Regions from separate parts of the Mus musculus genome. Here all the other regions are linked to region 1. A link is a contact called in public HiChIP or PLAC-seq and capture Hi-C data. All regions are on one chromosome and are shown on one strand. Each heading gives the region's core, a stretch centred on a gene start, on an enhancer-like site or on the middle of the called end of the contact. The rest is flanking DNA. Distances are from core to core; before and after follow the strand shown. Region 1 has its middle 41 kb from the start of Runx1. Region 2 has its middle 47 kb from the start of Gm30474. Region 3 overlaps Runx1 (runt related transcription factor 1).

Region 1 (4,499 bases), core at 553-3,052:
CTTGAGGATGATAAACATAATCTGTATCTTATTTATAGTGATTTCTAAAGCTCATCTAACTTCACACTTAAAAACAGTGATGTTACAGAGCCACACGCCAGGGCAGGTCCCGTGCCCAGTAGTGGCTGGCTAACACAATATGAACTCAAGGGTATTTTTGTGGGTTTTTGGTTGTTGTTGTTGTTGTTGTTGTTGTTTTCATATTGCTTTGTTTCAGAATTTCTGTTTTTGTCATAATGGTCTTTTAACTACTTGGCTTTTTGTTGTTAATTTGTTTGATCTTCAGTTTTTGTGGTTTGAAAGGGCTGTTTCCTGCTTGATTTTGTTTCTTAGAGGTCTCCCCCCCCCCGCCCCTGCCCCCAAGGAATAGAGACAGAGAACATAAAGTTGGGTGTATTGGAAGGTGAGGATGATCCGGGAGGATTTGAAGAAGGGGAAACATAATCAAAATATAATTGTATGAAAAATAACACATTAAAAAATACAGTAAGAAGCAACAGAGTGGTGGTAGGCACAGCCACTACGAGAACATGGCAGAGAGGAAGAAAGGAAAGGGGCTGACGAGAGGAAGCCTGCTCAGAAAAAAGGAACATGATAGAGACAGGCTTCCTGGAAGCCTAGAGTGGGGAATTATAAATAGACAAGGCAAGATGATAAAAAACATGACCAGTGTGCAAGGAAGCTTGAAGTGGTCCCTTCCAGGAGGTAAATGTGAGAATGAAGACAAAGTTCTGGTAAGTCTGCAATGTGCAAGGATGAAGGTGCTCCTGTGACCACGCATGCCTGGACTGGAGGAGGCCACAGTCAAGGGCAAAGAAGGTTATCAAAGCTAGACCAACTCTCTCAGAGCAGAATACCTAGACTGGCTTCCTGGTTGCATAGCCCATAGCTGTTTCTTCATGCCCTGGTTTTAGCTGTCGACTTAACATAGACTAGAGTCACCTGAGAAGGGGGTCTTAACTGATAGATCAGCAAGATTAAATTAGCCTATCAGACAGAATTGGCCTATGGGAATATCTGGAAGGCATGTGTGGTCTTGATTGTCAGTTGACGTATGAGGGCCCAGTCCACAGCGGACAGGTGGTCTTGGGGTGTATAAGAGAGCTGTCTAAGAAGGCTAGAGAGGTGGTGATATGGCTCAGTGGTTAAGGGCACTTGCTGCTCTTGCAGAAGACCTGAGTTCAGTTCCCAGCACCAATATGGTGGTTCACAACCATCTGTAATTCTAGTTCTGGGGACTCTGATGCCCTCTTCTGGCCTCCCTGGGGTGCGAGGCAGACGAGTTATTCAGACTCAGGTCAGGCACAAACACTTACACACGTAAAATGAAAATTAGATCAGAAAGAAGAGAAAAAGAAAGCAGAGCATGAGCCATGAGTTCCTCCAGGCTTCCTGTCGTAGCCTCTGAGGCTGGGGAGAGCTCCCCAGTCAGGCTAGTTAATCCACATAGACTCAGCTGACACCCTTCAGTGACAGACAGTGCCCTGAAAGAGTAAATAAACCCTTAACTTCCTGAAGTGCCCTTAGTCAGGGGGTCTCATCAGAGCAACAGCAATCGAACTAGAACACCTCCCAATCTTGTGTTCCAGACATTGAACAGAGTTCTCTTTGTTCTCAAAGTAGGTCAGTCCTGTTCTCAACACAAATGTCTGAACCAGCTGTGGGGGTCCTACTTGTCCTCACTGATCGTCTTTGAGAGACAGGAACATAATTAGGTCTCCACACTGAGAGGAAGAGGGAAGCAGAACGGGATTCGCTTTCTAAATCAAAAGACAACAACATCTGCATCAGCTCCTTCCTTCCTGTTTGTGGTGCTGAGAGGAGAACGCCTTGTGGGGGTTACGTCAGCCATCTTGTGATCATGAGGTGATAAATATGAAGTTTTGTTTTCCTGTCCAACTGGTCAAAGACCACAGAGAGGAAGAATAGAAAAGGCTTGGGTCCCTGATGACAGAAGCCATCTGCTGCACCAGAGGTGAAACCATCCACCCCCGCTCTTGAAGGATGACAAAGAGGATGACATAGTTCCCACACTGCTTGAGCCATGATGCTTTCTGCTTGTTGGCATCGGTTCACCAATCCACGTGGCAGCACCAGTGCAAAGACCCTTAGGTCCCACAGCAGAACCTGACCATGACCTTTACAGCTGTGTCTACAGCCCTCACCCTTGAGGCTCAACAGTGAATCAGAAAGAATATAGGAGTTAGCAATGGTGAAAAGAAGGGAAACCTACTCTGGGCTCAGGGGAGAATTTTTTTCTCCCGTGTGGACTACCAAGGGCATGGCCAGTAGCAGAGGCAGGCAGGATGATCAATTATCTCTGGGATGTGGAAGAAATATGTGTGATTGTGAGTGCCAGAACATAGAGGATTTGATATCTAGGGAGGAAGGTCTGACTTGTCAAAGGATATTTCAAATTTGTAGAGAATACACCTGAAGTATTTTAAAATTCAACACAGATCATCCCAACTCCCTCATCTTGGGAGGAGCACAGGTGGTTTGCAGGTACATCATCCTTGTAGGATCTGAACAGGGGGCTCGGAGAGAAGCTGAGATCTGTACATCCATTGTGACCACTGACAATTGGCCTCAGAGAACGCCAAGGGGATGGAGTCTCTGGTCTCTCTTGGTGCCACTGAGTTTGGATAATGAGCTGGTCTCTTCCTCCTCCTCTTCCTTCTCCCCCATCTTCCTCCACTTCCCATGTTCTTCCTCCTCCTCCATCTCTTCTTCTTATCTTTCCCATGCTCCCCATGCTCTCCCTCCTCCTCCTCATGCTCCTCCATTTCCCATACTCTCTCTCCTCCTCCTCCTCTTCCTCCTCCTCCCCATGCTCCTCCATTTCCCATACTCTCACCCCTCCTCCTCTTTCTCCTCCTCCCCATGCTCCTCCATTTCCCATACTCTCACCCCTCCTCCTCTTTCTCCTCCTCCCCATGCTCCCCCACTTCCCATACTCTCTTTCTCCCTCCTCCTCCCCATGCTCCTCCATTTCCTATGCTCTCCCTCCTCCTCCTCTCCCTCCTCCCCCTATGCTCCTCCACTTCACATGCTCCTCCACTTCCCATGCTGTCTTTCTTCCTCCTCCTCCCCATGCTCCTCCACTTCCCCATGCTCCTCCAGTTCCCATACTCTCTCTCCTCCTCCTCCTCTTCCTCCTCCTCCCCATGCTCCTCCATTTCCCATACTCTCTCTCCTCCTCCTCCTCTTCCTCCTCCTCCCCATGCTCCTCCATTTCCCATACTCTCGCCCCTCCTCCTCTTTCTCCTCCTCCCCATGCTCCTCCACTTCCCGTGCTCTCTTTCTCCCTCCTCCCCCTATGCTCCTCCACTTCACATGCTCCTCCACTTCCTATGCTCTCCATCCTCCTCCTCTTTCTCCTCCTCCCCATGCTCCTCCACTTCCCCATGCTCCTCCACTTCCCATGCTCTCTTTCTCCCTCCTCCCCCTATGCTCCTCCACTTCACATGCTCCTCCACTTCCCATGCTCTCTTTCTTCCTCCTCCTCCCCCTATGCTCCTCCACTTCACATGCTCCTCCACTTCCCATGCTCTCTTTCTTCCTCCTCCTCCCCATGTTCCTCCACTTCACATGCTCCTCCACTTCCCATGCTGTCTTTCTCCCTCCTCCTCCCCATGCTCCTCCACTTCCCCATGCTCCTCCAGATCCCATGCTCCCCCTCCTCCTCCCGCACTCCGGGATATTCTACGCTCTCACAAGGCAGTCCTCCCAGTGATTTTCCAGACAAAGGACACCAGGAAGCAGTTCAGAGGGGTTGGTAGATTTTAAGTTCTGCTTTATGGAACAGTGGAACCTTTTAAGAAACAGATTTGTCATATTGAAACTAGGTTTTCACTATATTATTCTGCATACTTTTCATTTTCTGCCTTTTAAGTCAATACAAATATAGAACAGAATATCTCATTTTTCTACTTTTATTTTTTACAATATTTAGAGTTGAACCCAGGGTCTTGAGTATGCCATCCAAAAGCCCTACTACTGAACCAAACCCCAAGATCTTATGGATTTTTTTATTCTGACATAAATTCTCCCCAAATTACTTAGGTTGACCTTGAACTCACTATCCTCCTAAATCAGCTTTCTCGGGAGCTGGGAATTCAAGTCTGTGCCATCAGACTGGGCTCATTCTTCTACAACTTCCTGAGGATCTATTCATGAAAATTGGGTACCAGTCATGTCTCTCTCTAGGTCTTCAACAGGTCAATTCCGAGTTGTCTAATGATGACATTCCTTCTTTGTAGTGTGTGTGTGTGTGTGTGTGTGTGTGTGGGTGTGTGTGTGTGTGTGTATGAGTGTATGTTGGTGAGTGTTTGTATGTGTGTGTTTGTGTGTAAGAGTGTGTGACTGTGTGTGTGTATGTGCCTGTGTGAGAGTATGAGTGTGTGTTGATGAGTGTTCATATGTGTGTGTTTGTGTGTGTGAGAAAGTATGTGAGTGTCTGTGAGTGTGTGTGTGTGTGTGTGTGTGTGTGTGTGTGT
Region 2 (4,499 bases), core at 1,134-3,633, 220 kb before region 1:
GTGGCACAACAGGAAGCAGAGACTTCAGTGAGGATGAGTGCTGGGTTTCAGCCTCTACAGAGCCATCCACAGTAACTAGCTGCCAGCGCCCAAATCCTCTGCATCACTCAAAACAATGACACAACTTGGGGACCAAGATTCAAGACGTGTATGTGTAAGATAGTCTAGACCCAAAGACAGTACCAACTCCTATCCAACAGATGCTTTTGTGAGCGTGCTGTTTCTGTTTCTCTCTTTACTTTGCACTCATGTAATACATTGTACCTGCAAACATGTGTGTGTATGTGTGCATGTGTGTTATGTAAATGTGTATATATGTCTGTGTACGTGTGTGTATATGGGTGTGGTATGTGTATGTATATATGTGTATGTGTGTGTTGTGTGCATGAACACATGTGTGTGTATGTGTATGCATGCGTGCATGTGTATGTATGTGCCTGTGTACATGTGTGCGCGCCAGTGGGCAGTCAGAACCAGCTGCTATTTATTGTTCTAGATTTCATTATTTTTCTATCCTACCCAATATTCTCGGTTTTATTGAATAAAATTGAGAATGTTGTGTGCTTCTATATTCGGTGTATTTGGGAGTCATGAATACTGAATGAGATTTTTAATACTCCCAAGGGCAGTTATGCCTTGTATTGGTATTCTGATTTCATTTTGGCTTCTAGACAGAAGTACTCACAGGATCGTATACAAAGAAAGAATTCATACATATCTTGTTTATTTTAATCTGCCTGAAGTAAATTGCCCTTGCTGAAGTTAACAGATACTGTAAGAGGGAGCTAAAACATACATGAAGATATAGAATCTCTTTTCATGTCTGGGAGGAGGAAGTTGGCGAGTTGGGGACTATGGGTCCAGTCTCTGGAGCCAATCAATGTTAGTTCACAATGAAAAGAGGTTTTTACGGGTAGGAGTAAGTCAGTGGTTCCAACAGGGAAGGACTGTCATGAATTGTTCAGGAGACTCCCAAACCCAGTCACAAGACAGTCACTTGCAGGAGTTTCCAGACACAAACCTTAAGAATGACCAGATACACAGATGAGGCAGAGCTCAGGAGATGCAGGCATCAGCCAAGAGACAGCAGGGTTCACCAAACAAGGGCTCCTCCTGAGAGGAAGAACACTGGAGCCACACCCACAGAGCACCAAGAGCCACAGTCCATAGCTTAAGAAACTGGGAGAAGCTGTAAGATTCTCCCTTTGTCCCTGTCAAGAGACCACAACGCTGCCAACTAATGACTAATGGAGGGGGTGCAGCTGTGTCAAACAGCCATCTATCAGGTCATATTATAAACACTATACTGTATAATGTTTGCATAACTACTAAGTTAGATAGCAATTACATTCAAGAAAATTTACACATTTGTTGATTGTATTCTGTCTTTTGTTTAAGATGAACACCCTAATGGTAGACTTTCCAGATGGTAGCTGTGTAACCATTTAGAAAGCTCTTACATGAGTCCACCGTTCTAAGAATCATCTGCATTTCAGCGGCCCCGGCATCCCCTACGTGATGGGTGTTAAGCGCTCATCCCAGCCTCTGTACTCTGAGGGCTTCCTTGGGTTCTGGTGTGTGTCGTCTTCCCTGTTTGTCTGTCCATAGGGCCTGCGTGTGGCTCTAGGCATCTGAGGAGGATTGCTTTGAGAAACCCAATTGACGTCCATTACGTATGCCTTGTTAAACAGCCAGTGCTTGTTGCTTGAGTTTTAGACCTGGGATTTTGTTCCCAGAAGTTTCTGAAAGCCACTGTGCCCAATATGCTAAGCAAGCCAAGCTGTATTCCGATGTAGGTTCATTACATAAGGGACAGATGCCCTCCTGCTCAAGCCATTCCTCAATTGGACCTGAAGGCCACTCTGTGGTATTTCCCATGCCCAAAGATGCCCCTCCACAGCAGTGGGCATCTCTTTAGTAATCTGTGGGTCCCAAGACCTGTTGTGAACCAGACCAGGCCTGTGATGCAGAGCAGAGCAGTCTGTGACCATAGGACAGCGCAGGGAGGGACTGAGCACCTAGCATCTTCCTCATTCGGCCACACCTCTGCCTTCTGGCACAAGGGCCTGGCTGAACCTCCAGCATTTTTAAAAAGAGCCTGAAATTAATGTCTCAGTGTGATCAATGTAAAATCTCAATAGTCCAAAGTGTTAAAAAGCCACTTCATGAATCTTTATGTTGCCAGGGCAAAGCCAAAGCTGCCAGTCCTCTGTGCTGGCCCAGTACGCTGCAGCTTGCAAAGGCGAGGATCTGTCTCCTGCTTCCCTTCCCCACCTCCCAGCAACAGTGCTGGCTCCCCTCACAGAATCTCTTCACAGGCCCCTGGGTTCACTTTCCACAGCTCAGCACCTCTCCGAGGGACTCTGAAGGGATTTTCCCTCTCAGGCCCTTAGTTCCTCAACCAGGAACTGTCTGCCCTGGATTCCAGTTTCAAGACACCAGCATGTGTTAAAATGCAGAAATGGCTGGAACCAGAATTATGCTGACAATTGTTTTTCTTGCTCCCAAGACTCCTCTGCCAGGTTTGTTTGTTGTTTGGTTGGTTGTTTGGTTGTCTCTTTGTCTCTAGGCAGAAGGGTTTGGTTCTTTGCTTTCTTGTAGGGCCCTGGCTGACACTTATGTTTTGAACACTCGTGTGTGTGTGTGTGTGTGTGTGTGTGCGTGCGTGTGCGTGAGGCACTCCTCCCTGCTGAGCCACCTCACTGGCCCCCAATAACTAACAATTAGCCTTCTCAGCAATGATGGAGACTCATACCAAATACATTGGATTTTTGTGACTATTATACTAAGATACCACCAACCTATTGTTGTCAAACAACAGAGATTTCCCTCTCGACAATATTGAGGCTAAAATTCACAAGTTAACATGTAAACTGAGCTGGTTTCTCCCAAATAAGCCGGGACCAGTCACTCCATGCCCTTCTCCTGGCCCCTGGTTTCTGGCAGCAATCCTGGGCTTTCTTTAGCTTGAGGCTGACTTGGTTCACCCCTACTACATCTCTGTGCATCTCTCCTGGCTGAGGCTCCAAGTCTCCAGTCTCCCTCTCATACAGGAAAGATGTTTGTTACTGGACTCAGCAGCTATCCTAATCCAGAATGATTACACTGAATAGTCACACTGAAGTTACTAAATATGTAAACTACTTCCAAGTGAGGTCACATGTATCATGACTTTGGAGAAATACTATTCAAGTGTTTTGTGGGACAATGAGGTTATGTCTCCAGGTAGCCTCTCTCTCTCTCTTTCACATCAGGGGGGAGAGAGAGAGAGAGAGAGAGAGAGAGAGAGAGAGAGAGAGAGAGAGAGAGAGAAGAGAGAGAGAGAGAGAGAGAGACTACTAAGCTTCCTTCAGGGAGAAACATTTCAGAAAGGGCCAGCTCTAAGCCTCACAAACCCTGGGCTTGATGGGAAGATGGTGTTTGGAATGACCCAGGTTTTCTTTAATGGGCTAAGAGAGGTAGCAGGTCCAGTGGTTGTTTGCTGTTAGCCACAGGAAGAAACAGGGTGTGAGGATGCAGCAAAGCAACAGAGCTACAGCCAAGTGTGGTTTCTGGTTTCAGGCAAGCTTTCCACCAGTTATCATGATCAACAGCCCAGGAGATGGAAGCAGCCTCCTTCCCCTGTAGATCCCTTCAGTGTGGGTGTGAATCAGACTCCCTCCTTCTGTCTGGGCTCTCATTTTCTTCCTCCGTCATAAGAAAGGGCAGGAGTGTGTGTCTTTGGCTGCTGTTGAGTGCTCTGTGGTTGAGCTAAGAGATTAACATGTAATTTGCTATTATAAAAGCAGTAATAACACCTCAAGGTCTTCAAATGGCTTTCCTGGCTGTCGGTCAGGGGTTGGTTCAAAGGTCACAGCTCTCGGAACCCTTTCCTCCACCAGGAACACTGTCCTTAGCTTCCCACACTGTCACTCTCTTCTCCCTCTTGGCTTTTTGTCACAGCAGTCCACAGCTTTGATCTCAGAAAGAATATTGCAGTTACAGTCTGTATGGCAGGTGCCCATCCTGGCCACCAAGACTCACGGTTGCCTGAAAATCTCTGCCACTGGTTTCTCGACATTCTAGCCCAAACACTGGATCCATCTCCTGCGTTGGCTGTCCTTTCTCACACACAGCTTTTAGAACCCAAATCTATTGAAGATAATTGACCAGTCACTTGGCTGTACTTGGAAAAGATAAAAATACTTTGCTGAAATATTCATTTATTTAGCTCCTCTCTGACAGTGCCGGAGGCATCGAACCAAAGTACCCGTCCTTTCTCCTCACTGAGGACGATGAAGTATCTGCTATAACACTGCGGGGCAGGAACCCAAGTGTGGACGCGTCAATGTTCTCTCTGACTTCACTTCCCAACCTTCCATGGTAACATTAATGAGTTTCCAACCTGCCTTGTTTTGTTCGGTTTCTCTCTTTAGCATCTCTTGAGGATAGTCACATAGTTTTCTTATGAACTTTGCTTGCTATAAAAAGATCCACACATTCTTTTCTGCTCTAGTTGG
Region 3 (4,499 bases), core at 574-3,073, 150 kb after region 1:
ACACAGGCCCCGCTCCACCACGGGAGCTCATAAGCTTGGATCTAGACATAATCTACCTGATCCCTTACTGACAGTCCCTACTGTCCCCAAAGAGTTTTTATTAAAGACTTCTTGTGCCCTTGCGACAGACCTTGTACTGAAAAATCATGCTGTCTCTACTTTAAACATCAGTGTGAACCATAGCAGTCAGCCAGGGTGTAGTGTGGTGGCAAGACACCCTGGACAGGTCTGGCCAGGGATTGAGGACAGTGGCCACCCAACAGGCAGTGCCCAGACTGTACAGTGTTGCAACAGCCTCTCCCTCTTCCCCTCCCCCTCCCCCTCCCTCTTCCCCTCCCCCTCCCCCTCCTCCTCCTCCTCCCCCTCATCCTCCCTCTCCCCCTCCCCCTCCTCCTCCCTCTCCCTCTCCCTCTTCTCCTCCTCCCCCTCCACCTCTCCCCTCTCTTCTTTCTCTCTCTCTCATCCTCTGTGCATGTGTGTGTGCCTCTGTGTGTGTGTGTGTGTGTGTGTGTGTGTGTGATGAGGAGGAGGGGGAATAAGGAGAAGAGGAAAGCGGGGGGGGGGGGACATAATGGCAGAGATCATTTGATGAAAGGCCTCATCTCAGTCTCATTATCAGGCTGCCTTTTCCATAGCTGCCAATGGTGAGTAATCGTACCTCTCAGAAGGACAGCCTGCTGAGAGATTGGAGGACAAGAGATTGGAGGACAAACCCAAGGAAGAACGGGGACTCTGGGGCAGGGACTCCCTTCTGAAATTCCCTCCAGGTCTGTAACTAGAGCTTTCCCTTTCTTCTTCTTCCCTCCCCTCCCTCTCCTTCCCCCTCCCTCTCATCTCCTTCCTTCCCCTCTTTTCCCCTTCTCTCTCCTCCTTCCTCCCATACCTCTCTCTGATATTGGGAGCATCGCAGGGGCCTCTGTGCCAGCATAGGGAGGGGCCTCATCCTCTTCATCTGTCCCCACCTCCCCGCCTTTCTATATTGATTTGCAGAGTAGAATTTGATAAAAGAATGAGAGAGAGACGGAGAGACAGAAAGAAACAGAGACAAAGAGAGATGAGAGAGAGGGGGAGAAAAGTAGACAAAAAAAGAAGGAACAAGACAAAAAAAACGAAGGAACAAGATTCTAAAGGTGTCTGGAACCTTTCAAAAGCCTCGTGCTGTTTGCCTGTTAAGAAGATACAAGTAACACAAGCCAGCATGAATCCCATTCAAGGGCTGATACTTGGTTTCAGAGAGTCCTGATCTAAATGAGGTCAAAGTGGGTCTTATGCAGGGCCTGTCATTCTGTGCACACTGCGAGTCAGGCTGAGCTCAACCACCTGCTCTGGGGCCTTGAGAAAGATCCAAGGCAAGGTGTCCAGGAAAACAAAATGCATAAGATGTCTACATAGAGCAATCTACTGCCCCAGATAAGAAACATCTTCCTCTGTTTTCATGTGCCCGTGTGCATGTGCAAACACACATGCCTGTGCTCATGTGTGTACACGTACACACACAAGCACGCACAAACACAAGCCCATGCACACAAACACACACACCCAAAAGACCTGCTCTAGCAGAGAGATCCGTGGCTCGGTTCCTCTTTCTTTAGAATTCCAGATAAGCCTTTACATCTCCTCAATCATTGCTCCCATTTGATAAATTCGCCAAAGTTCAAAGGCTGAGTGTGACTGGGGGCATTTGGAGAGGAATGATAAAACTGTGTCTGATAAACACAAAAAGCTTCATCAATATAGATCTACAAATTGGGAGCGTGGGGCTCCCTCAGGCAGTGAAGCTGTTATCTCCAGGGCGAGCCCCAGAAGATAGCTGAGGGAGCGGGAGGCATTATCTGCCTTCACAAGAGGAGCAGCACCTCCCCCACTGCTGTCTGCAAAGCCCAGGAAACACCTTGCAGGGGGTTGATGCAAGACTGCCATCCCCGCCCCAGCGACAGTTGGAATAGTGTTGTAACACAACATTGAGCAACACCTCCGCTGTAGCAGCCACTCTGTCCTAAGACACTTCTCCTGAGGAAAGACAAAGATATTTCGGGTGTCGTTGTTGTTGTTGTTGTTGTTGTTGTTGTCGCCTTTGTTTCAGCTTAGGTCATTAAAGAAAAAAAATCCCCCCTTCCACCCTGCTACTTAAAAAATAAATGTCCCTGAAGTTGGACATTTTGTCCAGGAAGATGGCCTCTTTGTTCCTCAGTCCAACGTGGCCTCGTTGAGTAAGTCTTCCTTTTTTGCTTTTAACTATTAAAGTCAAGAAATAAGAAAAAAAAATCAAGAAATAAAAAAATCAAGGAAAAAAAAAAACTCAGTTAGATCCTGAGAGACTGTTAATGCCAGCCCCTTTCCATCTCACTGTACCATAGCTTGAGAATTCCAGAGAAATCTTCATTTGTGTTTTTCCAGAGATCAGGTTGTCGGTTCCTGGGACTTTTGGGAACTGGATTTAAACTTGTGGATTGCTCTCGGGAAAGGACTTTGAAAGAGAAGAGACCCACTGGAGCTTTCCAGGAGTAATTTCTAAATTTCTTCTAGAGAAAATTTCACAAGACCCTCCTGATTTTAGGGAAGTTACAAAATGGCCAATGGAAGAGGCACAGGGCTAGAGCGGAGGGTGAGACAGCCTTCTCAGAGGGAGGGTCCCAGGCCTGCGAGATGGGCAAGCTGAGAGAAGTCAGCTTGTTTCTAGGAGCCCACTTGCTCTCTGAAAAGTACACAAATTATAGTACGTGTCTGTCTGGAGGAAAATGCTTAGCAGCATCTACCACAGAAAGGTAGCCACTGGAGCAACCCTGTTCTCTCACTTACTTCAGAATTGTCCTTTTGTGAGTGACCAGCTCCAGCATCTCGGAGTGCTCCAGCATCTCAGAGTTCTCCAGCATCTCAGAGTTCTCCAGCATCTCAGAGTGCTCCTACATCTCAGAGTACTCCAGTATCTCAGGGAACTCCAGCATCTCAGAGTATTCCTGCATCTCAGAATGCTCCAGCATCTCAGAGTGCTCCAGCATCTCAGAGTGCTCCAGCATCTCAGAGTGCTCCAGCATCTCAGAGTGCTCCTGCATCTCAGAGTGCTCCTGCATCTCAGAGTGCTCCAGCATCTCAGAGTGCTCCAGCATCTCAGAGTGCTCCAGCATCTCAGAGTGCTCCTGCATCTCAGGGTACTCCTGCATCTCAGAGTATTCCTGCATCTCAGAGTGCTCCAGCATCTCAGAGTGCTCCAGCATCTCAGAGTGCTCCAGCATCTCAGAGTGCTCCAGCATCTCAGAGTGCTCCAGCATCTCAGAGTGCTCCTGCATCTCAGGGTACTCCTGCATCTCAGAGTATTCCTGCATCTCAGAGTGCTCCTGCATCTCAGAGTGCTCCAGCATCTCAGAGTGCTCCTGCATCTCAGAGTGCTCCAGCATCTCAGAGTGCTCCTGCATCTCAGGGTACTCCTGCATCTCAAGCTGCTCCAGCAGTTCCAACTCAGTCTGGTCTTCTTTGTACTGTGTTGAGAGCAGCATGGTTTCAGACTTGGCAATGGAGGAAAGAGGGACACAGAGAAGGAAGGGAGTCTGCAGTCACACGCAGTGTGACCACACTTAGCCATGGAACTCATGTGACAGACTGTGTTCTCAGACGGACTTCCCTCTGGGTCAGAAGGTTTCAGACGTCTTTGTAGCCAGCAGCCAGAAGGCCTTTGCCATGGTTTGATCTTTGGGAAAGCAAGCGTTGCTCCCTGGGTGGCATTAGACCATTGCCTGGTGTTTTGTCTATCCTTCGCTTCTTCTTTACCAATGGAGTCTGCCCTGTGGCAGAAAACCTGAGGCTGTTTTTAAATTTTGAAGTCTCCCTCTTCTCCCTGACCCTGAACTTTGGAGGCCTGAACTATGCTGGATCCCTTGCCCTCTCCTGAGCCTCCAAAGGTTACACTTGGAAGTCCTGACCTTAGTGAGGAGGTTTTCACTGAAGGGGCGCATAACCCTCCCAGCTGGTTTCTAATCCACCATCAAAACCTAATAAATAATGGATACTAATGACAGCGCTGAGACACCTATCTGCACTGTCCACCACCGAAGTCAGAGAGAGAACCGAGGCTGCTCCCTAAAAATGGCATATGGCTCTCTAAATAAAGAGCTATAATGCGTTTTATATTTAAACCATAAGGCCATGGGCTCCAACCCAAGTGGAGATGGGCTCTGCTCCTTAAGTACCATTCTGGAAAAGTCATTGAACTACCTATCCAGCTCGCTGGGTTCTGTGTTGTTAAAACAGCTCATTTCCTTAGACGTACAGCTAGAACAGGTCTGTTGGCACATCCATCTGCCCGCTGTGCCTGGTGGGAGGATGTCCCCAGCAAGCCAAGCAGTCCTTCCAAAAAGGCATCTCTAAGAAACTTCTGGAATTAGGGAGGCGAACAATGTTGTTTTCAAAATGCCCCGGGCGGTGGTGGCACACACCTTTAATCCCAGCACTTGGGAGGCAGAGGCAGGAGGATTTCTGAGTTCGAGGCCAGCTTGGTCTACAGA

The links. HiChIP or PLAC-seq counts read pairs in DNA pulled down with a chosen protein or histone mark. Capture Hi-C pulls out chosen DNA fragments and counts their contacts.
Region 2: a contact with region 1 is called in a capture Hi-C map of bone marrow-derived macrophages, with 3 times the contacts expected there. The contact joins two enhancer-like sites. A contact is called at or near these places in 1 of 484 Hi-C or Micro-C datasets (cortical neurons) and 1 of 9 other capture datasets (bone marrow-derived macrophages).
Region 3: a contact with region 1 is called in an H3K27ac HiChIP or PLAC-seq map of microglia, with 6 times the contacts expected there. The contact joins two enhancer-like sites. A contact is called at or near these places in 1 of 39 promoter capture datasets (the 3T3-L1 cell line), 16 of 484 Hi-C or Micro-C datasets (B cells, the BV-2 cell line, the G1E-ER4 cell line and 10 more) and 7 of 115 datasets of contacts at active chromatin or transcription factors (CD8 T cells, the HPC-7 cell line, bone marrow-derived dendritic cells and 4 more).

What each region holds. Positions count from the first base shown.
Region 1 is chr16:92,864,849-92,869,347 of GRCm38.p6, reverse strand. No RefSeq gene overlaps it. Among named protein-coding and RNA genes, the nearest start is that of Runx1, 41 kb to the right of the region's middle. Within about 2 kb of position 1,802, at least 86 of the 459 cell types and tissues checked have an H3K27ac peak or open chromatin away from gene starts, as enhancers often do. A contact at or near this core is called in the BV-2 cell line, the G1E-ER4 cell line, the HPC-7 cell line and 3 more, where this site is marked.
Region 2 is chr16:93,082,410-93,086,908 of GRCm38.p6, reverse strand. No RefSeq gene overlaps it. Among named protein-coding and RNA genes, the nearest start is that of Gm30474, 47 kb to the left of the region's middle. Within about 2 kb of position 2,383, at least 22 of the 459 cell types and tissues checked have an H3K27ac peak or open chromatin away from gene starts, as enhancers often do. A contact at or near this core is called in bone marrow-derived macrophages, where this site is marked.
Region 3 is chr16:92,713,080-92,717,578 of GRCm38.p6, reverse strand. The region is part of intron 2 of Runx1 (runt related transcription factor 1); the gene reads left to right. Among named protein-coding and RNA genes, the nearest start is that of Gm30281, 47 kb to the left of the region's middle. Within about 2 kb of position 1,823, at least 92 of the 459 cell types and tissues checked have an H3K27ac peak or open chromatin away from gene starts, as enhancers often do. A contact at or near this core is called in the BV-2 cell line, the G1E-ER4 cell line, the HPC-7 cell line and 3 more, where this site is marked.